2 separate regions of the Sus scrofa genome follow, and region 1 is linked to region 2. The links are chromatin contacts, called in public promoter capture Hi-C maps. All regions are on one chromosome and are shown on one strand. Each heading gives the region's core, a stretch centred on a gene start, on an enhancer-like site or on the middle of the called end of the contact. The rest is flanking DNA. Distances are from core to core; before and after follow the strand shown.

What was found. Promoter capture Hi-C pulls out the DNA fragments that hold promoters and counts their contacts.
Region 1: a contact with region 2 is called in a promoter capture Hi-C map of liver, with 7 times the contacts expected there. The contact joins the promoter of E2F7 here to the promoter of NAV3 in region 2. A contact is called at or near these places in 1 of 5 promoter capture datasets (liver) and 4 of 47 Hi-C or Micro-C datasets (embryonic fibroblasts, epiblast stem cells and fetal skeletal muscle).

What each region holds. Positions count from the first base shown.
Region 1 is chr5:104,123,858-104,130,102 of Sscrofa11.1, reverse strand. E2F7 (transcription factor E2F7) reads right to left here and starts at 3,179. Exons shown (of 13, transcript XM_003126756.4): 1 at 2,925-3,179; 2 at 2,124-2,216. The coding sequence starts at 2,216.
Region 2 is chr5:103,860,913-103,867,102 of Sscrofa11.1, reverse strand. NAV3 (neuron navigator 3) reads left to right here and starts at 3,881. Exons shown (of 39, transcript XM_021093080.1): 1 at 3,881-4,123.

The DNA.
Region 1 (6,245 bases), core at 1,930-4,429, 260 kb before region 2:
CCCTTAGGGACACACTTGCCACACTGAGCGCTCGGCCCTCTTAACTCCCAGGGGTTCCTCAAACCACCGTCGGCTCTGATCCCCGCTCTCACTTAGATCACCTCTTGCTGGACCCGTCAACGGCAAAATATCCCACCTGACCTCATCCGGGCGGCCAAGACTCCTGATCATTCTGTGTTCTTTAAAACTCTCAGTTCTTCTGCACTAGCGCCCTTTCTCTTGGTTCTCTCCCTACTTCTTTCTTCTTCTTCTTCAATGTGATGGTATGAACAGCAGCTCATCTAAGGCTCTGAAAGTCTCTTGGGTAACCAGCTGCCAGCCTGGGCCTGCATTCTATTCATCTTTGGTCTGTCCATTCAGCTGAGTAAGGTGTGAATGGCATGTGTTCTGGGTGCTGTACAGACACCCAAAGATAGGGGCTGTTTATTAATTCCAACTTATGAAAGAAAAAATAGGCTTAGAGAGGATAGGAGACTTATTAAACCACTGTATGCCCAGCACCAGGAACATACATATGGTGTTGAAAGACTGAATGAATACATTTATCTCCGGTTACAGAGCTAATAAATGGTAGTGCAGGAATCAAACCCAGATCTCTGGCTCCAAATCCCACTACACCCTATCCCCAGAAGTCTTTCCTGCCTTTACGCCACAGCAGCGGAAAAAGACCGACAGAAGCCCGACCTGGTATCTCAAGGAACACGCCGTTCTCTTCAAGGGCCTCCTCTTTGACAGGTGAAATAACCCCTGCTCAGGCACACTTACTTCACACATGTAAGCCACCTTCCCAGATCTCTATGACGTCCTTTGAGGTTCTCCACACCCACTAAAACACAAACGCTCACCTGGGCACAGAGGCACTGAGCACACTAGAGTAGGAAGAGTCCCCTTCTGGAAGGTACTAGGCAAAAACTCTGACACAGAGGGAGAGAGGGGGACGCTGACTCTGGCTTTTCATAAGAGTATCCACATTCTTTCAAGGCTGTTCCATCCAGATTATAAAGGCAAACAAAAAGTTTCACTCTGAAACACCCCAAATGAAGACTTTGGATATAAACATTAAAGTCTGAGCACTGCCACCCTCCTGTAGCAGAGGGAATTTTTTAAAAAGTCGTCTTTAAAACAATAATGTTTTGGTATACTACTTTTCCTAAGAAAAATAAATTGAATGCGAGGGGAAAAAAAAACCTACGTGAAAAAGCATACAATTTCACACCTACCCAGAATTAATGGCTGTCAAGTATTCTTCAAAGGCCCCTGTAACAGGTGCTCTGTAACCAGGCAGTTTCACTGAGGATGTTAAGTCAAGTCCAGGAACCTCCAGAAGTTCAGTGCCCAAGGAAGCTGCTAAGCTCAGATTGGTCGTCAAAGATTCCAAATCCAGTTTCATTATATCTATCTGCCTTTGCTGAGAGATGCTTAAATGTTCGCTGCTAATAAATTATTACACCTTTTTAGGAGGGCACTGGTCGGTGAGCACATTGTGCTGACGTGGGTCCAGTGTAGATATTGCTACGGCAAGTTTACGTCCTAATGCTTCTGGTGGACACCACCACCTTCTTAGAAATCGCAAGTAAAACCACACGGAGGGCTCTGTGCAAAACCAGCCGGGCTCTGTAAAATACTCCGAGTATGCTGGGGAGCGCCAGTCACTTTTTCTCCCTCTATGGGAGGCACAGGTTACGATGCTGGGAGAAAGGAAAAGCCTCTAGGAGCTGGTTCAGCCACGTGAAGAACATTTCAGGGCACTTAGTAATCTAGCATCTATGGTACAAAAGTCGATTTGCCTGTAAACTGAGGCTTAGCATTCCTGCCCAGGAACAGCTAACTCTTCCTTCGCAACTGCAAGTACGACAGACCTTAGTACCTCATATCTTTGATTCATATGAATTGATTTCAACATTGCATCTAACCTAGTCTCTTTCTACCGCACAACGCCTGACATTCAACACTGACCGTTGGAGGCCTCGTCCTTTTAAAAGAAAAAGCACAGTTCTGTAAGGGTCACCCAAATCAGCTAGTATGCTTCTAAGACAAATACAAGCGGCATGCTGGAATCCTCAGCTGAATTAGACATCGCCATCATAAGCAAGACCGAGTTTAAAGGACTCCCGTTCACTTACCTTTTGCGCATTTTCCCCGTCTTCAATCGCAAAATCTCGTCTGGGCTGCCTGGGGCTGATCAGGTCTTTTAGTGTTAAGCAATTTACCTCCATCTGTAACGCACGATTACATTAGAAAAATGGCTTTACAACGGGATATTTTCTCTTTCAACAGAAATATCTATTACTTGCTCATGAACAGGAACGTCCCCTCCCTAAACCCATCCTGGGAATTTCCAGGGTCATAGACACCCCACCTCTCTCAAAAGCACATGTAGGAACACAAGCACTTTAAAGAGTGCTTAGTAATTTCCGAAAACTTGGGAAGGAAAAAACCCCGACGAAAAGAGTCATTTTTGTAAAAAGCAGCAGGACAAAATCAAGTTGCAATTCAAGACGGTGTAGGGCAAATCTGTCACAAAGTACAGGGTCTCCTAGGTCAGTTAATTTTGGCGCAAAGAACTGGGAGGAATTCGGCTTTGAGGGGCTTTTGAATCAGAGGGAAGGAAACCTGATCGCTCGACCAAACCCACTCAGCGCTGAGCGCGGCCCCGTCGCAGGCCTCTGCACAGACCCCAAGGATGAACTCTTCCAATGAACCCCCAGATCGGGAGGAAGGGCAAGTACCTTAAAAGGCCGGCCGTAAGGAAGGCTGGAGCCAAGACACCGCACGCGTGCCCGGCCCGGCGGCAGGAACGCCTCGATTCCCCGCCAGCCCCGGAGGGGAGAGGTGGCAGGCTGGCGGACGGGGCGGGAGGGTCCCTTCCCCCCCCCTCCCCGATTCCCGCCTCCCCGCCAGCGCCAGGGCCGCACGCTACTCACTCCCCCTCGGCGAGGTTGGCTTCCTGCGTCTCCCGAGACCTCCACCACCCCGCGGCGGCGCGGGGTCAGCTGCGCGAGGAGATCAGCAGCCGATCGGCGGCATCGGGCGGGGAAAGCGAGGCGCGCAGCTCCCCGCTCCGAGTGCCTCGCGCAGGCGGGGACCCCGCGGCGTCTCGGCCGCGCCAGCGCTCCGACCCGCCGAGCGCGACTCCGGCCTCGGACCGCGGTCCCCGCTAAAACACCTCCTCTGGCGCCTTGAGACCGAATTTGAGAACCCACCAATCAGCGGCGGCCGGCGGAGCGGCCCCGGCCAATCGCGCGGCTGCACGGCCCGGGCTCTCCGCCCCTCGGAATCTTGGCGCTCCTGGGCGCGCGTTTCGCCTTCACCCGCCCAATTGTTGCCGCCTCGGCCCCCTCCCCCTTCCGGGTACCTGGAAACCTCGCGCCCGGGAGCCAATTCCTGCCGGGGACGCGGGCCCCGCGGCCGCGGGAAGCCAAGGTGGGGGCGGCGGGAGGAGGTGCCGGGAAGGAGGGCTCTTTTGTTACGCGCAAAAGACCCGCTCTCGTGCCCTCGGCTTGCCGCGCGGGGAGACCGCGGGCACAGCCCGGGGAGGGGAGAGCAGATGGGGTTTGGAAAACGATATACACCCTCTGGATGCTGCCGCCGCCACCCCTTCCTCCCCCCGCAACCTGCGCGCGGAAGCGAAATTGTCCAGGCTTGTTGGGGCAAACTTCCTAACGCGAAAGCCGATGCGACACGTGAACCATGGTTACCACTCTCTGCGGCGAGCAGATGGCTCGCCAGTTAGTCCTGGAAGTTCGGCTGCCAGCAGAACCAGCTGGGTTTTTTCTTTGCAAACCCAGAAATGCTGCTTGGTGGTGGTCCCTTTTCAGAACATCTCCAGTAACTAGCCTTCTTAAGTAACTTTCTGCAATGGACTAGCATTCTGGGAAACAGTCGAGAAAATTTCCTCAACGTTGCTGATTTGTATTAAGTGTTTCACTTCCCTCAACCTTATTCACTTTAAACGTGAATGTTGATAGAGGCAGCCCTCTGGGTGTGTGTGTTTTAATAGACATACCAAGAACAGAAAAACGGAGAGGATAGTACAGAGTTCCCATGTATCCGGACCCGGTGCCACCTGTTAAGGTCTCTGCATCTGTGTGGCACATTTGTTAAAGTGAGTGAACCAATAGCGCCATATTATTCTTGACTGAAGTCATCATCTTATTCAACTCTCCGGACTCTTTACTCAGGGTCCTTTTCCCTTCTTCAAGATACAGCGTAATATTTAGTCTCCATATTTTCGTAGGCTTCTCTTGGCTGTGACAGTTCCCCACGCCTTCCCCGTCTTTGATGACCCCGACCGTGGCGAGGAGCGCTGGTGAGTCGCTTTGCAGGATTTTCCGCTGTCGGAACGTGCCAGTCTTCCTCGATGTCTGCAGACATCTTCCTACAAGCAGTATGCTTTCGAGCAAGGATGTCATTCTTATTATTCTTTCTGAACCAAGTGCTTTATTTTCCACCCCTCACCTTCCAAATGTATGTATGTAGATATAAGTATGAATATATACACACGTCTGTACATATGTGTGTGCATAAACATACTAAAGAATTCGGAATACTTAATCGAGTGCTTCAGTCTCTACTCTATTTAGATTGCTCATAAATACAGCCTAAAAATCACCGCTAGGTCATACATTAAGAAGATTTTTTAAAAAACGTTGGAAACATTAACCATAAAGATAAATAAGAATAGTAATAAAAATTTGACACTTTTGTAATAAAATGATATTTAGAACTGAAATCTGTCTTGTAGGTAGAAGTATAAGGAGACATATTTAAAGAATAAAATTGCAATTTATTAGTTTGCACTTATGTGGAAGCAGAAAATTAGATGAAGAAATGTGTGGGGTTTTAGTTCCATCTGTGCCGACTTCCTGTGGCTATCATAACTAATTACCCCAAATGGGTTGGTAAGCCAGGGATTTATTCTCTCGTGGCTCTGGAGGCCAGAAGTCCGAAATCAAGATGTTGGCAAGGCTACCCTCCTCTGGTGCTGTGGAGAAGAACCTGTTGCTGGCCTCGGCCGTAAGCAATCCTTGATGTCTGCATGGCTGTCTCACTCGGATCTCTGCCTGGGCAGTTACGTGGCCTTCTCCTCTTCTGCCCTCCCGCGCCCGCCTCTTATAAGGATACTTGTCATTGGATTTAGGTCCCATGTGTATAATCTAGGATGACTCATCTTAAGAGCCTTAATTACATCTGCAAAGACCCTTTTCCAGATTAGGTGACGTTTACTGTTTCCAGGGATTAGGACCTGGGTATGCCTTTTTGGGGGACCCCCCTTCTGCCTTCTGGATCAACATTCCAAATGGTAAATCCGTTCATTTCTCTGATTTTTGAAAATAGTATTGGTTCTTTGAAGTTAGGCAGTTTTATGTTATGGACCTTTTCCTAGCACTTTCAGAGTATTTGATCTATTTCAATTAAAATGTAGCCTCTATCTATTCGAAACAAGCAACAGCTCAATATGTAGCTTCAGACACTTGTAATTTCACTGATTGCTTAAAGCAAGAGTTATCTTAGGTTTGGAGGAGAACTGGAAAATGCATGTTTGATGGGCAAATTCACAGGTAGTATTCCAACACACTTACTTATATTGATGTTTTCAGCTCCCAGAATTTGTAAATAATCTGTCAGTCTCTCCGTTATTCAGTTGATGCTGATAGTGGCTGGGAACTCAGCCAGGGCACCACGAAGATGTGGCTTCTCCGTGTGGCTTGCCTTTCGTCACAGCGTGGTGGTTCAAGGTGGCTAGACTCACACGGTGACCCAGGTCTCCGCATGAGTCTTCCAGCCCACAAGGTGGACATTGCATTGCCCTCCGTAATGTCGCCTCAGAACTAAGCATCAGTTCTGCGATACTTTTAAACATGAAACAGCCAAAGATCAATTTATATTAAAGGCGTAAGAACATGGGCTCTACTTCTCAGTGGGAGGAGTGTCCAAGAGTTTGGGGCCGTATTTTAAAATTGCCGCACCGCATCTCACGCTATTTGAAGTATTTACAGTTCTACCTCAATAACTCTGCCTGAAAGTTCACTGACTTTGGAAGAGTACACTATTTCCTATATGGCCACAATCCCCAGGGTTCTGTATGGTGCTAAACCGTGGTTCTCAGCCCTGACTATGCTTTAAAATTAATCTGGAGAGATGAAAAAAAAAAAAAACCTCTACTTGAAGTGCACACTCAGAGATTTCTAGTTTACTCGATCTGGATTTGGACTTGAGTATTCAGTGTTTTTTCAATTCCTAGT
Region 2 (6,190 bases), core at 2,632-5,131:
CCAGGTGATTCTAAGGAAGAGCCAGGTTGGACTTCTTCTGCAGATCGTCTCAGAAGAATTGGTCCTCAAGTCTGGTGTCCATCAGGATCACCTGGCAGGCTTTAAAATCCCTGGAGGTTCTGATCCAATTGCTTTGAGGTACAGCCTGGGCACTGAGATATGTGAATGCTTCCCAAGTGATTCTACGATGCAGCTAAAGAACCACTGCCCTAAAGATAGCTTCCAGCTGTAAGAGTGTCATGGTTTTAGCAAAATCCTATGGAAAGGACACAACATTCAAGGAAAATGAACCTTCCTACAGAGAAGTACTAATTTATTGTATGTCACTGCATGGTTGCCCATTTTTTAATGAACTGATTTTATTAGCTGTGGGAGGTGGCTTATTTGTTCCAAATTAGCTGTATTTTTCACTGAAGCCTTATCCCAGATAGCCATAGAATCTGCTTTCGAACTAACTCACTTCTGTTATATCTATAACAGAGTAGACATATACACATGTGTGCTATATGTATAGACAAATATCCAAAGGGAGCAAGACTAAATTTACTGCTCTTTTGATTTCCTCATGTATTTTCTTGCTATTTAATATTTACCTCCACTATGGTAGAATGCAGTGCAGTGGAAATACAGACAAATAAAGAACTCTGGCCTGTCCCGCTGACAGAGGTCTACCTGTCTGGCTTGGTTGGTTGCTAACAAATTTATATAACGTTCAGAACACAATACACAGCTAGAGCAAGACCACACAGAATGGCGCTCAGCAGCCAGAGAAGCCCCTCACTGCAGTGGACTGCTGAGTCAGAGAAGCATCAGTGAAGACTTAGAGGTCCCTGCCCTTGCCTGTGAGACAGAGTCACTTCTGGAGGGAGTGAGAGGGCGAGTGACATTTATCAAAGTAACAAAAACTTATGAACAAGAACGAGATACACAGCAGACACATTTATGCAAAACTGTCTTTGTGGTGCTTATAGTAAAACGTAAGCTCCCTCCCTTTGCATCATGACAAGGACCAAATAGCTGTGTGATATTAACAAGCTGCTGAACTTTTTCATACTTGAGATTTCTTATACATGGGGTCATATATATCTTGCAGGGTTGATAAGAAACAGATGAGGTAATATAGATTGTCTTAAACCTTTCCAGCTGCTGTAACAAGAAAACCAGGGACTGAGTGGCTTCAACAACAAACATTTATTTCTCACAATTCTGGAGGCTGGGCAGTCCAAGATCAAGTAGCCAGCAGATTCGGTGTCTGGTGAGGATAAGCCTCCTTTTTCTCTTTTGGCCACAGCCATGGCATGCAGAAGTTCCCGGGCCAGGGATCGAACATGAGCCAGAGCAGAGAGCCACCAGGGAACTCCTGGACATGCTTCCTAGGTCATAGGTGCCCATCTCCTCACTGTGCCCTCACTTGGAGGAGGGAACCTAATCCCCTCCGAAGACCTTCAAAGACCATCACACTGGGGATTCGATTTCAACGGACGAATTTGGGGGACGTAAACATTGTCTAGAGCAGACGTGGGAAGCATTTAACCCAGTCACTGATACATGCTAGGTGTTCAGAAATATGAATTCCTGTTTTCCTGTCCTTTCTAGTGTGATTCCTAATTTCCTGTGTCGCTCTGTCCTCTGTCTGTGATTGTCGTCACAATCAGCACTGCTGTCCTCCTCCTCTCCCTCTCTCTACCCGCCCTCTGGTTCATTTATTTACTGAGCCAAAATACCGCAGCCAGTGTTCCAGGTACTTGGGGATACAGGGCTAAAGGACCTATCCTCCCTGTGCTTAGCACGCCCAGTCTAGGGCCGAAGCAGACAGGGGAACACAGTTGTCATACCGAAGGGTGAAAAGCAGGTACGGCGACTGCATGGGACTGGCACCAGACTCAGATACGGGTCCCAGGAGTGTTTGGAGAGGTATCCTCAAGGGGTTTAGTTTTGGAGGTTGGGTGAGCGTTACCAGGCATCATGGTGGGGGACGTGGGGAAAGGCAGGGGAGAGGGAATTCCTGGCAGAGAAACAGCGTGGGACAGGTGGGGGTGCGTGGGTGCAGTTTGGGAAGGCATGGATGGCATCAGGTAATGAGCCTGACTTGCTCAGCAGCTGTGGGGCAGGTGTGAGGGATAAAGGAGGCGTAGGTAGGCGGTAGATCGTAAATGCTCTCTGCCTGCGGTCGTCCAAGGGCGGGTCCCAGGCCAACAGCATCGGCATCAGCTGGGGTCTTGATAGGACTACAGATTATCCTGCTCCACGCAGACCATCTAAGGGGAAAAGGCGAACGGGGATACAGGGCCTAGAAATCTTTACTAAGCCCTCCAGGTGATTCTCATGCATGATAAAGGCTGAAAAACCCTGCTCTATACCATAAGGAGAAATCTGGCTATTTTCCTGAAGGGTATGGGCCAACTACAGGAGGACTGTAGATAAGACTATTATTTTTGAAGGCTTCCTCTGGAAGCAAGGTAAAAGACAAGCAAGAAAGGTACATGGAACAGGTGTCAGTACTGGAGGTAAGTCCATGGGGTGATACAGGAAGGCATTTAAGACACTTGAGTTAGAATGTAGCACCTTGCTTTGTGCTGGGCTCATAAAATATGTAAATTCTATGGTAGAGAAATAATACTCGGCTCCTAGAGTAGGATAATCTAGACATAGTAGATTCATTCCTTCTGAGAATACATTCTACCAACCCAAGAGAGTGCCATTCCCATCTATGGAGCATCTGCTACTCTTCCCAAGAGTGACTGTGGAGTCAGTTTGATTGCATCTACGTAAGACCACAGAGAGAGCCTCTTTATCCTCCCTGCCACCTCTGGAGAATCTGGGTTGAACTGGTACCACGGAAGCTGCTTAGCATATACAGCAGTGAAAGCTGATGCTTAGACCAACAAAATAAATAGACTGGACACAATTTCTCTGGTACTCCAAATACATACATGGTGGCATTAAGCCACGTGAATTTATTAACATTCTGTCTGGGCTGTATGTTGGGAACAGCAAAAATCTGAGCCTTATTTGCAACAGCAGTGAGAGAACTGCCCACTGAAACTGGTTTTCCGATAGGGCATGAAAAGGGCCAGCCAGACTAGATGCTTCTTTCCACTGGATTCTTGCTCATTCTCAGCAACAGAAGCAGACTTGCATTTATGGCTGTAGAGAAAAGGTGCCTGCGGGAAGGTGAGCTGTCGGATGAGGCTGGACTAGAGGTGGGATATACCTTCAAGCCCGTTCTCCAGAAGGGAAAAGGAGATGCTTCGTGGACTGAGAAAGGAAGAGGGGAATTTTTTTTTCTTCCCAAGATGTTTGACAGCTGTATTTTCCCGCCACCACCTTTCCTCCAAACCCACGAGTTTCTGCTTGGATTCTGACATAAAACAAGGAATGACCGTCCCCACCCACCCCATTTGTCTCCCTGTGCTTTCGGTGAAAAAAGTCGGTGCCCAGGGACGGAAACGAGCGCGGCTGAAAATAGGTGCAGGACTTGTTGAGCATACAAATCATTTCCCCCCTGGCCTCCAAGGGAGAGAAACAAAAATCCTTCCTGCTCTCTCCTTGCAGCCTGTGCTCTGCATTCGGGAGAGGCGGCGAGGCGGGTCTCGGGCGCTCCCCCGCCATCCCCGCAGGAAACTTCGCCGCAGGGCCGCCTGGGGCCCCCCTGCGCGGGCGGACGCGGCGGGAGTCCCGCGTGCCCTTCGCGGGGGCGCAGACCCCGCGCCCGCGAGGCGCCTGTCCCTTTAAATTCCAGCTGCGCGGCTGGGAAACAGCGCCACCCGCCGCCCGGCCGCAGGCGGCGGCGGGCTCGCTCGCGCTCCCGCTCCCGGCTGCGCGCCGCGCAGGCTGCTCGGCCCGCGGGCTGCTCGGCGGCGGCGGCGGCGGCGGCGCGGGGCGGGGAGGCGCGGCCCGGCCGAGGAGGGAAGAAAGACGCGCCCGGCCGGGAGAGGCGCCGCGCCCGGTCCCGCGCCCGCGCTCGGCGGTCCCGGCCGCCTCCTTCGGGGGTGACGAGCATGTGCCTGGCTGGCGGCTGCCCCCCCGCCGCCCCCTAAGGCGGTTTCCGCAGGAACCTGACCGAGGGGCTCCGTCTCGCAAACCTGAGGATTTCCGCGGCCCGCGGCCGGACCCCAGCCAGGTAACGCGGGGTCGCGCTCGCTTCCATTGCAAATCGCGGCGCCTCCTCGAAACTTGCTTTTGTGGGAATCGCCCAGCCCAGCGCTGCCCGGGCGTTTGCACCAGCGTGTTCCCTCCCAGGTGCCTGCCGCGGGTCTCCTCCCTGCTGCTCTCCCACGACCGCGACCACCTTATTTAAAAAACGTGTGCATGTATGTAGATCTACGCGAGGTCGCCCCCCGTCCTCCTCCTGCTGGTCCCACCTCTGCGCTCTCGTCGGCTTTTTCGCTGCGACCGGTGATGGGGGCGCGGGGGGTTGGTCGGGCGGGGGCGGGTGGCGAGCGCGGTCCAGGGAGTGGCGGGCTCGTGTGGCCGGGCTCTGGTCGGCTACTTGGGGCATCTCGGCTCTGCCTGCACCCGCCTGGGACCGCGGGGAGGGCTGTCAGCACCAGGGCGGCGGAAACGGGGAGCCCCACGTCTCCAGACGAGCGAGCGAGCGAGGGACGCAGGCTTGGGGGTGATGGAGCGCTCGGCTGGGTGGCTGGCGAGCGTCCAGACATCATCGCTTTCCTTCCTACTCCCCCGCCCCTCTCCGGCTCGCTCTCTCATTTCTTTCTTCCTTTCCTTTCACTGGCTCCATTCTGTTCCCTCCCTTACCTCTTTTTTTTTTTTTTCCTCATTTCCTTTTTACCCCCTTCCCTCTTGAGATAAAAGAAAGGGGAATCGTTTTGCAACCTTGCATTCTAGGAGCATGGGAAGAGCAGTGAAGCCTGCGGCGTGGCCACCTCAACCTGGTCGTTTTCAGACTCGTCGTCATCCATCAACATGTTTGTGTCCTGAGTCTATTGATCTCCCCTGATTTTGCAGAAATGCATTCTGAGCCGGGCGTCTGGATGTCAAAAATCAGAGCTCGCTTCCTTGCTCCCTGTATGACACGTATTGTAAGGGCTCCATGTGTTTTAAATCCACATAAGCCATGGTTATAAAGAAACCCATCTGTAAAAAAATTCGGCCTTATTCTAGAGAAACTTCTCTCTTAAATTATTGATAGACCCTTTCCCTTCTTTGATATTTAATTTTAGGAGACTTGGGAGACAGTTGTGTTTTTTTTTTTTTTTTTCTTCCAGTGTATGAGGACCATGCAACTTCTATTACCTTAATTATCTCCTCTTCTAACCTCATTCAGTTTTATCCTTGGTCACTGGAGTGAGTATTTCATAACTAAGGTTTAGAGGCTTGCTTCCCTAAGTCAGGGCTGGCTAAGAAAACCAAGTGGGGGGCCAGGGTATTCAGACCTGCCAAAGAATAGAAGAGGCATCTTTTGAAACTCTAGTGTCAAAAGCATAACTAGATTCTGACTTGAATACTGAAGACATGAAAATAAAATAAATCCAGACGGCTTTTGGTTCTTAGCATGTGTGTAACCATAGTGGATAGGAGTAAGTGAAAACTTAGGGAAAAACGGAGCCTATATTATAGAACCCATTCAGCCTTGTTTATGTGGAGGCGCTTTTTCACGATGGTTTTCTTTTTCTTTGAAACTTAAGATGTCTGTGACATGTGAAAACAAAGGGAAAAAAGGACTTGTTTAACCAGAAATAGGATTTATATAGATTTCTTTTCTTTCTCAACAGATCTAGTTGCTCTAAAGTTTTCCTGAGGTCAGACTATTTCATGGTTGAAAACAATACTAATCAATGATTTTTCCTTCACTTTGTTTCAGCGGCGTACACAGTTCCTCTAGAAAGAGGTCTTAGTTTTAGAGAGCTCCCCTTGCCTTCTTTCCTTTGTCTGCACATTTGTTTTTAAATTCAACTGTTAATATAGAATAAAGGATCTGGGAGCAGAGAATGGATCAGGAAGAAGAGAAACTGCTAAGATGATGGAAACTATATCCAAACCAATAAAAGATAGATATTGCCATGCCGACCCCCCGTCTTTGTTTTTAGTCAGTTGAGAAGCTGTGGGTTTTAACTGTGTTTTCCTCTTCTTAATTCTGCACCTAATGCTTTTCGTACCTGAGGTCATGTTTATCCAGTTCAAATGATTATTTACAAAAGACTTAAATCCGCGTGCCAGTGAAACCCCA